Regions from separate parts of the Gossypium hirsutum genome. Here region 2 is linked to region 1. Evidence: chromatin contacts called from public Hi-C data. All regions are on one chromosome and are shown on one strand. The core of a region is the stretch at or near the end of the contact, and the rest is flanking DNA. Distances in the headings are between cores, read along the strand shown.

The links. A called contact is a pair of places that touch in the nucleus more often than the background predicts.
Region 2: a contact with region 1 is called in a Hi-C map of leaf, with 2.1 times the contacts expected there. The contact joins the enhancer-like site here to the promoter of LOC107961784 in region 1. A contact is called at or near these places in 15 of 34 Hi-C or Micro-C datasets (anther, callus, fibers and 4 more).

What each region holds. Positions count from the first base shown.
Region 1 is chrA06:110,267,663-110,273,884 of Gossypium_hirsutum_v2.1, reverse strand. LOC107961784 reads right to left here and starts at 1,658. Exons shown (of 9, transcript XR_001701413.2): 1 at 1,303-1,658; 2 at 113-362. LOC107961786 (CBL-interacting serine/threonine-protein kinase 23) reads right to left here. Exons shown (of 15, transcript XM_016897915.2): 5 at 6,062-6,142; 6 at 5,685-5,738; 7 at 5,474-5,599; 8 at 4,856-4,945; 9 at 4,291-4,410; 10 at 4,087-4,209; 11 at 3,554-3,670; 12 at 3,133-3,189; 13 at 2,930-3,004; 14 at 2,655-2,733; 15 at 1,733-2,034. The coding sequence ends at 1,970.
Region 2 is chrA06:110,312,633-110,318,417 of Gossypium_hirsutum_v2.1, reverse strand. It overlaps the pseudogene LOC107961787. Among protein-coding and RNA genes, the nearest start is that of LOC107961784, 43 kb to the right of the region's middle. Within about 2 kb of position 4,362, at least 7 of the 9 cell types and tissues checked have an H3K27ac peak or open chromatin away from gene starts, as enhancers often do. A contact at or near this core is called in fibers and leaf, where this site is marked.

The DNA.
Region 1 (6,222 bases), core at 409-2,908:
AACTCAACACAGATGAAACCGCATTAGCTCTAAGCAAAAACTTGAAACTTTGTATTTGAAAGTGTATCCACTAGTAAATGTACACAAAGAAGATCCCAGATCAAAAGCATACCTTAGGTTTCCCAAACCAATTCACAGGCTTAAATGTAGCCAATCGCCTGAGAAGATCTCCTCTTTCCCATGGTCGGCATGAAGTTCTTGAAGATCCAAGAGCAGACCCACCAGCAGTAGAATGGCGTGAAATCCATTGGGCTTGGGATCCGACACAAGATTGAGAAGCTGCTTTGGAATTTTGGCCATGACCAGACCAGTCAACACTGCCGACATTTGTTGGAACAGCAGGGGAGGATGCACCAGCAGAACTGATAAGGACAAGTAGCATAAATATATATATATTGAACTCCTAATGGAACATCATATATATAACTGTTTCATATAAAATGAATGGAACAGGCATATCCACACCTCCTCACACTGTATATTAACAAATCCCTCGTATAAGTCAGTTTCTTTAACAGGAAATGACTATCCTGATAATTAATGGCATATTCCTAGTGGACGTGGAGCCAGTTTCCATCCTCTATTGGTCCCACCCTTAAAGGTAAGTAGCCACATAACAAGGTAATTAAGGACTTAGCACGTAGCAAAACAAGCATAGAAATGATAAACGGTATCATTTCTAGATCATCAAGGCTTTTCTACTCTGCTCTTCCTTTACATAACTTGAAACTAGACCAACAATTTTTGCAACAGTAAAAATACCCTCATTTATTTCAGGTCCTTAATAGCTATTTAAAAATTACAGCTTCAAAATACATTTAGTTGAGCTTGAGAGAAAAATTGAAAAACAAGATAGAAGGGATGAAATTGAGAAAAATTATAAATAACCCAGTGAACCGTCAAAACCAAAAACTGACTTTAATCTTTTCTTTTCAATTTTCTTTTTCCATTTTCGTGTTCGAGAGAAAATGCGCCTAAGCTCAAAATTAGGATATCTTTAGCCGAACCCATCCTCTCATTACTTGTTCCTCACTTTCCCGGCAACCAAAAACCTTGCTTTAACTAAATCTCAATAATTTTCCACTCTCCAGGACAATTAATCCCTCAGTCTTCTTCTCGCGTCGCTTTTCCCGGCAGCCAAACACACCCAATAGAAACCTAACCTTATCCCTAAAATTCACACAGAAAAACAGAAAACAAACCCCCACTTTCACCTGAAAAATGAAGGATTGCGAAAGAAAACCCTAATTTGAGAATTGAGATGACAATGGGGGAGGGAGAAAGAGAGGTGAGAATTGGTACCTCGCAGCAGGTGTGGGATCTATGGTCCCACCAGAGCTAATAACCTCTTCTCTCATTGCAGACCCTTCCCTCCTCTTCCTTTTGGCCTAAGAAAAAAGTAAATGTTACGGCAATAATTTGATTTCGAAAGCAGAGACCAAGTGAGTCGAACTCGAAACCCGAATAATTGACATTGTCAGCTGCCTTTTACATCGTGTATATAGTTGCCAGACGCGCGTAACGCGAGCGTATGGGCTTCAATCCTTAATCTCGCTTTTACTTGTTTAGGCCTTCATTTTATTTTATAAGCAAAAATTAGGAGGATATCAACGACACTTCAATCTTCTTTAAAGGCTTACACGTTTTTATTCTACGAAACTTTGTAAAAATAGTTGTCATGTGATAAATATAGAAAGATATTTGGGAAAAAGAATTAAAGAAAGAAATAAAGTGAAACAACAGATTTTCTTTTGCTTTTCTTTTCCCCATTTTATTTATTCACAAATTCAGTTGATAGGAACATCACATTTGAGGCATATTATACAGAAGCAAATATATAGCTGGTATGAGTATATAGTAGTGCCTTCTTTTACACAAGCTTAAGTTTCTAGCAACCTCTATCGAAGAACAAGATAAATATATTTTTTTTTTAATAGCCGCCGGTGACTGACAGTTCGCCCAATAGAAATCAACGGATAGCGCATTGCGACTGGGAATGCCCGTCATTGGGTGGAGAAGACCCAGCAGCACACCCTGCAATCATTGAAGGACTCAAATAAAAACCCAAAAACAAGGAGAGTTCAAAATTTTTGTCATTACTCATTGGTGCATGCTGGGAATATGAAAACATTAAACATATAAAAAATATTTTAAAAAATTAAGCATACTCATGTTCAAACACATACAATATCAACAACACTCTTGCTCAAGTCCAACCAACATATTATCTCTAACCTTAATTCAATGTAAATTTGTATAGATAAAGATAAAATCCAATACCCTGGCATGCAATATGATGGAAGGTAGATTTAATACAATTTATTTTGATTGTTGCATCATTCCAACAGAAATTAAATTTTCCCAACTGCTAATTGCTGACATACTCCAAGCCATCCACGTTAAATTCATACTGTACACACTTGAAATAATTTTGCAAAAGAGTCAAGCCTGAAGCTATCAGAGGATAACCTATATTTCCCCTAAAGAAGGGATAAGATTCCACTTAGCTAATGGGATTAACATCTCTATGTCTTAGTCCAGCAAAAATACGTTGAATCTAGATTCTCCTTCCAATAAAAAAAAAATCATAGGAGGATAGGTGATTGACAATTCAGAAGAGATGCACGCTCTTGTAGATGGAACGATATACTAACCATCCTTTTCTTCCACTTTTCCTCTGTCTGTAGTTGTCCAAACAATATCTTTTAGCCCAGTAGAGAGATTATTATAGAACTGTAAATTTAGGAAACAGTGTTATTTCAAGGTAATATCAAACCAAAGAGGAAAATATATATATCAGGTGTACTTAGAATCGGGAAACATCAAATTGACATGCTTTGCATGGCTGTACATGACCATGGTTATCAGCAAATTATTAAACAAAAGTGCCCACTGCATTAATGATACAGCACTGACATTAGGGTAATACCTTGTGAAATTCCAGGGTATCCCCTTCAGACTTTCGAAGTTCAACCATGAAAAGGGAAGGAGCCACCTGAAAAATCTGAAAAAGAAAAGAGGCAGTGTCAGGGGACATGTTATAGATAGAATCATTAATAATCATGTTCAATCAATTTCAGACAAGGTGAAACTGAAATTATGCAAAAACAATTATGACTGAGACAGAGGTACCTCTGTTGTAACAGCCAAATGACCCTTGCGTCCAGTTTTTTCTCCTAGAAGCTTCATCTGAGATGGGTAAAAAACAGGGAAATTAAACTGATTTTCTAGTCAAAGTTCTAAACTGACTACACATCATCTCAATTTAGATACATCAGAGTCTCTCTATGCAACACTCCAGTTCTATTCGAAAGAGTTTGATACCAAGACAATTACCAAATGGAGTTGGTGACAAACACAAACAAAAATGGAATCATGTTTAATATGTGTCCATCAGAAATAGCATCAGTGCTTCACTGAGCAGGTGTAGACTTGTTAATAAATGATCAAATATCATGATTAGCAAGCATGAATATTAACTGCAAATTGATCCATCTAATTTTTTGAGACGATAAACAGCAGTCAAAATGAAGAGGCTGGGTAGAGATTAAACCTTGTAGTTATTTTTCTTCACACCAAAACCCATGGGCATTGCAGTTTTTTCTATTTTTGAGATTATCTCATTAGCAGGACATTTTGATGTGAATCTTGTTTCCCGTTTAACAAGTCCCTGTAATTAGAGGAAATTGCAACCACTTTAACTTTCAAGGTTATGTATTTTGTAAGTTGACGCATAATCCAAGACTTCCACATAATGGAACATATTCTATTAGATTTGTCGGTCTAAACTTTTTGTATGATCGTATCAGTGAATATCAACCACACTGCATCAAGAACTAAAATTTCATTTTAAGCAAAATAGGACCAGTAAACAATGGGATTTAACAGGTGAGTTATCAATGACATGCCTCAAGACCGTTAACACACTTTATGCACAACTTCAGAGTTCAAGAAAATTCTAGTTCATGTCTACCACCAAAGGGGCTTTCACTTCACTGGATGAATCAAAATGTGAGATTCTCCAGGCTGTTTCCCTCTTGTGCTTAATATATCACATAGAAAGTCACGTATAACTAGCTAACATACCATTTGCTTCTCAAACAGACTACTGAGGTTGAGACCCTGCGATGTTGAGATAAGTTCAAATGCATTCATAGTAGCAGGTACGAAAGACCCTTCTTCACACAGTTCAACAAGGTTCCGAGAATCCTGCAACAAAAATCATGCACCCAGATTCATTTTATTGCATCAATGCCACAGCATTCAATATGTGAAAAACACAACTCTTACACTTGATTCGTTGAAAATGGCATCCACATCATCAAGACTAACATCAGCTCGCTCAAACCTAGGTAGGATAAATCCTTTCTTAAACCACTCATTCTCAATAATCTCCGCAACTGTTATCCTCTGGTTCAATCACAAATAATGAGTGAAAATCATATCCAAGAAAAAACGGGTTAATATAATATTTGGCCCCTAAACTCTGAGATTGTACCACATCATTGAAATTTTAAAAACTATATATAAAATCTAAAACTTAATAAAAAATATGATGACATGGCACAACATCAGAGTGCCACATTATCATACTTTTATGAAATCCAAGCTCAGGGATCAAAATAGGGAAAGCTGTGAAGTTTACCAAAGTGGTAAAAAAAAAGTGCAGGTACCAAAATGGACCTAGTTGCTAAGGTCAAAGGCCAAAAAATTGCATTGACCCAAAAAAATTAAAGAGAACGTCAAGGCCTGCAACCTTTGGGGGAAATTGAATTAAAAATGCTACCGGAAACAAAAAGAAATTGAAAATGGGAGAAAGAAAGCATTGAGCAAAGGGCAAGAGACAAGAACTTACTGTTAATGGATTAGGATCTAGGATTCTCTTGATTAATTTCTTTGCACTTGAGGAGAACCATGGAGGACAATCGAAGTCAGCCTTAAATATCTTCAGTTACATAAACTTCATTAGAGAAATCATTTTAAATGCAGAAGACAAAATCATTAATCAGCATTAATCAGCAGTATCACAGCATTGTTGTGCATAGATACAAACACAAAAGTTATCTGTTTCTCTGAGCTTATTTGTGTGCACATTAACTTTTCTTACCGACATTTCCAAGGTACTGTCCTTTCTGGCTATGACTTAAACTACCTCTATGGAGTAGTGATGGTTTCCCAAGCCAACTACCACAGATAACTTAGACTTTCAATATTCATTTATATTTCTTCAAAACAATTCATTTTATTCTTTAAAGTAACAATAATGATTGAGGAAGCAAATGCTGGCTAACAATAGGGATACTGGAATATTGGGTCCAAATCAATATTTACCAGAGAAATTGATTATTTTCGGAATATGATACGTTTGATTCTTCAATTAACTTATGCCAATGGTGACTTGATAAGTAATAACACAACAGCTTTTACTTTGAAGCAAAAGAAAAATAACTCTGAAAGATGAGAGAACAGCCACCTTTTTATATAAACCCATTAAATTGGGGTGCTCAAAAGGCAAGTAGCCAGCCATTAAGACAAAGAGTATCACACCACATGACCAAAGATCTGCCTTAGCTCCATGATAGCCTTTATTGTTGATCACCTAAAAAGTGATAGCACAAACAATAAGAAAAGCTAATGGAGAATAAAGAAACAGAAATTTGTTTGAAAAAAAAAAACAGACGTACCTCTGGAGCAACATAATTTGGTGTTCCGCATGTTGTATGAAGTAACCCGTCATCCTATATGAAGATTGTTTTAAATTATTTTATCAGTGTATTAAAAACAGTTGCATGATAAATAGCCTTCCGCCAATGTGGTAGGCAATGGAGAACCCAAATGTAATGCACTTTTGGGGTCTGCCATCTTCTTTTGCTGACCACTAATTCCTAGCACTAAAGCAAACCAAAAATCACACACATGCAAAGTGGCAAAGCGTAGTATAATACAAGAAGGAGCAAGCAGCCATAAAAGTACTTCACAATCAATATAAAATCTTGGGAGAATATTATCATTGAGAGAGAGAGAGAGAGAGAGATCACAACACATAAAGCAGCATACTCACTCCAACTTGCTGAGGTAAAGCACTCAAACCAAAATCTGAAACTTTAAGAACTCCATTTGCATCCAGCAGCAAATTTTCTGGCTGTAAATTACAAAACACTGTTCTGCTGTATCAAAGAAATTTATACATGCAACTGTTATGGGCAAAGGGGCAATGAACAC
Region 2 (5,785 bases), core at 3,113-5,612, 42 kb before region 1:
GACTCCTCATTTTGATAAAAGTATTTGTCCCATGAGATATGGGCATGTATGAAAATATGATCAAAGAAAAACTTCAAAAAGATTAAACACACATACCTATATCAAAAGTCACACTCAAGTCTGATTAACATAAATATTTTTTATTGTGAACACAATAAAAATGTCCTCCCTTCAAATGGTATGAATGTATTTCAAAGTATCGGATCCACTATTTCAAACTTGCATAAACAAGAGGAGCCTTTTTCTTCTGTAGGACTTGAAGACGCAAATAAACTTCCAGCAAACAGCTTAAAAATAATCGCATTTATTTAGAAAACATGGCATCCCTAATACAATTTAAAGAAACCTGATACTCCTCTTAAAATAAACAGAGAAAAGAAATAATATATTAGGAGTGAGTAGGAAATTCTCATCTAGCACTAAGGCAACTTTCTGAGGACAAGCCCTACCTCATTATAGGTCTATGGGAACCCTCAAACCGTCACGTGCAAGTTGTACATGAATTCCTTCCCTACATAGAGATTACATGGAAAATAGCATCTTATATCAGTTTCTTCCTTTTCCATTTTTATTATCTTTTTGAGGAACTCAGTAGACTACATAAAATTTGTAAAGCAATTGGAAACGGGAGTACCTCTCAGACCATTCCATAAGAAACTCATTGTCCTTGTGGTGATCGAACTCATGTGTCATTCCAATTAATAGAGCTCGTTTTGGACATATCCTCTTTATAGCCTCAAGAGCCTGCAAAAATAAGTGGATAGATATGAGTGACAGTGACCATTGAAAACTAAAATGAAGAAAAATAATAGGAAAATGTCGAACAAACCTGAGGTAAGCATAAGTGAACATTAAAAGATCCTTTCTGGTATGCAGAAAACAGAAGACATTACTTCAGAGAAGAATATACATAGCAAGCAAAGCAATATATCACTGAAAGGACAATAAAAAATCATTAAAGACAATAATTAATAGAGTGAACAATTCAATTGCAGTAGACAAGTTCTTCAAATGAATTTAGGAAAAAATCCATAAGCCGGCCATGATCAAACTAAGCTGAGGAAATTACACTTTAATGCACTAGATTGTACTCACTCTGTCTCATTCAAATTTTCACATTCTGACTTTTACTGGTCAATTTTTTTCAACTTTAACCTTTTATTATGTAAAATTTATTGTCGATACAAATTTGAAAAAAAATATTATAAAACCTTTCATTAAAGCAGTTTTTAAATATTTTTTGTTAAATTTAATTAATTAAAATATTTAAAGTAATTTAGGTCAAAATTTAAAATAATTTGCCTAAAAAATGTGAACTATGATATTCATATTGGGACAGAGGGAGCATATAAAGATCTCAATCATCTTCTTGATTAGAGAGAAAAACACAAGAATTCTTCAAGGGTTAGGTTAAGGTAATATATATAGTTTATTCTCAAAATTTTGTTATATCAAACTATGTGATTGTTCTTTTATATTCATTTATAATATAGTTTTTTTTATATCAAACCAGTGGTTAAAAATTAAGTTAATAACAATATTAGACAACATTACCATTTAACCATGCCCCCTTTCCCAACTCTTACAAATCAACAGACCATCATTGGTAACCCAGAAGTGAATCCAACCTCACTTGACATGTCAACTATATTAAATAATCATTTATGGTACCAAACTAGGATGTAAGAACGTAAGATGCACTGCAGCACAGAGATAGACAGATATAGGTTAAGATGCATTGCAGTACAGAGATATAGACAGATCTAAGTTATGTAAGAATCAGCATGAATAAAATTCTGTAAAAGATTTCTCTAGTTATAGTAGACCTAGACAATTCACCAACAAAATGCAGGCAGTCAACATTATAAAAAGGAAAGAATCAAGAGAGAAACATACCTTGTATAAACAATCCAATATCAAAAGATCCAATTGTCCAGCACCATTTTTGGAAATAACTGATCAAATACAATTTATGTCATAGTTTATTTACCATGAAAACTCAGATCAAAAGCAAATCATTCAGAAAAAAGGAAAAGTCTCGGAACACCAAAAACTTAGAAGTGAGAGAACATGTGCTTTGCTTTCACCAAGTCCCTCTTAACGTAAAAGATGACCAGAACACTCAGTAAAAGGATGATCTCTAAGCATCTTATCTTCATTTTTTAGGTCAAGTCATAAAAAGGTTTCCTGTTTGTGAAACTTGCTGGAAAGTGGTCTCACTAAGAATACAACCTATTATCAGTAAAAGAAAGACTAAAGAATTAAAAGCTTGAAGGATATACTGATGTGTGAAGCTAGCTTTACAGCAATCTATATTGATTATTAACACATGCAACAAAATCTAACATGCATAAAATGCTAAAATTTACAAGCTCATCAAGATGACAAAGTAGCAGATAGAAGTCTCATCCCTACATTTAACATCACCAATAAAATGTAAATGTTTGAAGGTGTAAATGTATGTTAGCACACAAGGAGAAAATGCAGCACCTACCATACTCCGTGTTTGAAGGAAAACGTGAAACATCAGATATATAAGCCACTTTACACTTTTCACCGAAAAGATAACCTAAACAGAGATAATCTTCTCCATGCATCACCTATATCGAAGGTACGATCAAGCACTTAGACATGAATTAGAGATGGCAGAGATGTTATATTATCTAAGGAGACAGGGGACTGACTGGCAACGGAAAAAATTTCAGTCCTGATGCAACAAACGGTTTGTCATAGTGCTCCTCTATTATCTTCCAGTCAAGCTGTGCCACCCGCCTTACTTCTTGGCCTTCTCTAAGTTTCTTCTGAACCAAATACGGAAATTTTGTGGCAATGCTGTTGGACACAAACAAAGAAAACATCAGCCAAGGTTTGCTTGAGATAGGACAGCATAAAACGTAAGACATCCTTTCTACCATTTACAGCCGGTTTGGACAATCAGCTCCAATTCTAATGTCTAGAAACCTTACTTTTGACTTTGCTATTTAGAGCATATTATACCAATAACCTCTTATATTATACAAATATATGAACAACATATATATTGGTAATGTATCTGCATAACTGGAGATAGAAAAGTATTTATGCACAATAAAACCAAGAATAAAAATTCATATTATACCTATCCATTGAATGTCGAGTTAGGTAAATGGCGGTGGGATCAATATCGTTAGTAGGACTATGAGGTTGGATGGCACGAATATCATCCAAACCAAGAATTGCATCAGCATGTTCATGAGTCAAAACAATCTAGAGTTCACAAAAGGAAAATTAGTACTATTTTGGAATTGCACTAGTCAATAAACTAAATATAAGATGGTCACTATGCTAAGCTTAAACTCACAGAATCTACACGAGGAATCTTGTGGAAAGTGAACCACCGAAGAACTTGTTCCCTAAATGTCTTGCCCACATCAATAATAATATAATTGCGTATACCATCGCTGGAACAATAATCTATAAGCAAAGATGTATTGCACCTGAAAGGATAAAAAAAAATCGAAGCTGGAAAACCTTAAATTTCTTTGAGAAACTATAATCAGAAATTATCACATAATGAAAGCACAGATGTGGAGAATCATTTGAACTTGTGAAAATGAACAAGATTGTTAATTATATTCCTAAATTGCATTGCAAAAATATTTTATTTTTACATTAAGATTTCTTCAATTAACAGAATCTATTATAAAATGCATTTTTATCCAAGAAATTACAGTATTAAAATATTTTTATATCAGTTATTATAGTACTTGAATTATCAATATTTTTCTCATTGTCAATAAAATTACTTTTGCACGTTAATTGTGAGGATTTGTGCACGACTTGGGTATAATAAACAAATTAAACTAAGTTATTTTCTTTTACTACTAAATTAACAGCAACAAGTTACCAACGATATTTGATAAATTATTTAAAAAATGTCAAGACAATGTTGATATCACACAATAATGACTAGTGAAAAAAATGCACGGAAAAGTTTAGATCTGCGGTATAGAAGAAATTGTATGCACAATTAAATTTTAGAAAAAAAAATAAAGGGGAAAGGAGACCTGTAATTAGGGTTACGATCGGGGGGGTGGAGAGGGATTGGGAGCAGACTTGACAGGGAGGATCAGAGGGCTGAATCAAGCACATAGCGTTTGGGACGGCACTGGAGCAGCCGGTTCCAAGAAAGATCAGAGCCGATCCATCACCACTGCGACCACCGTTTCCTACGGCACTCTCAAGAGCTCCATTTTGGAGCGGGTTTTGATTTTCCATTATTATTATTATTGGAAATTTGAGGTGCTGAAAAGAGGATGAATGGGGAAGAAGAAGAAATTTTACCAAAGGTGGAGGGCATTTATAGGGAATAATCCGCCCGAATATTTTAACGGCTCCTGCCCTTTTACTTTTTTGCCACGTGACAGTTGTTCAAAACTTTTTAGGGTAAACTAACTAGTTGATCACCCAACTTTTAAGATGCTTTCATTTTGGTCCCCTATATGAAATCCTGCAATTTGGTCACCCAACAGAGGAAGAAACAGAGTTAAAGAATGAACTACAAAGAACAGTGATGAAGATTCTTGAAGATAAGGACTATGTATTTTGAGATAAACAATTATGCATATCAAGGTATGAATTAATCAATTGAATTCAAATAAAATTCAAGGATTTATAAGTTGATCGATTAATGTTCAACTATGAACCATCTAATTCATTAGAAAAACAACAACAAAAAATGTATAGAAATGAAACCTAGTCCTTACTCACAATCAATGCTACATATCAGGCTTTCTATTCTTTAACCATTACTGCAATTTCATCCTTTTATAGCTACAATGACAAGTTCAACATATATATAACTCAACTCAACTGATGGACCTTTGATCAGAAATTGATCAAAAGGTGCCTTCAATTGATTACAACTTTGCAGTGAAGTCTTCATCTCTTAAGAAGGTACCTTTAATTTGTATGTAGGACCAAAGGCAATGTTATGGGCCAAAACAGAAATCAGGACATTTAAGGAGCTAAGTAAAATGGTACGTTGACTCTCGTGCTTAAATCTTGACTTTATTTGATTCGCTCTTTCTATTTTCTGGATCATTTATCAACCTTACAGAAATGTTTTTGGATTTGATTAATGAGTTTCTTTTTTTTTTTTCATCAGATTTGATCTCTTGGTTTGGGACTTGAACTCTCTCCAGAATTTGATTTTTTTTTTCCATTGTGTTGTGTTTTCAAGGTAAGATTTCATTTTTCATGTCGAATGTAAATGTATCAATCATTTGGTTTTCTCATGGGACCCTGTTTTAGTATTCAATTTGTTTTCCCTACACTTGTTCAACTCAATTTGATTCTCATGTTTAACACATAAAATTTCAGAAATTTCTACTCTTTACCGTCTCGAGAATAGATCATATTCTTTGGAATAAAATTCATGCCTAGAATACCTATTTCTTCACCCATTGATGTTGACATTTTGGGCATGTTGCAAGCCTGCAGATTGTTTGTACAACTCCATTTCTTCATTCTTGTGTAAGCAAATTTTTGGTACTGCTGGTACAAAAGCAAAAGAAAAAAAAAGAAAAAATACAAAAGCAAAAGAAAAAAAAAAGAAAAAAAACAAAGGGTTATTGAGTACTTTTTAGTATTGACGTTTATTGAATTCTTTTCTATAACGACTCGATAGTAAGGGGTGTTGGAAAGTGTATTTCTGGGACTCCATTTTTGTAAACCAAACACATAAATATTTTTATTAAATATTTACGATGCTATTTTAGTAGTTAATTAATTTTTGGATTAGTAA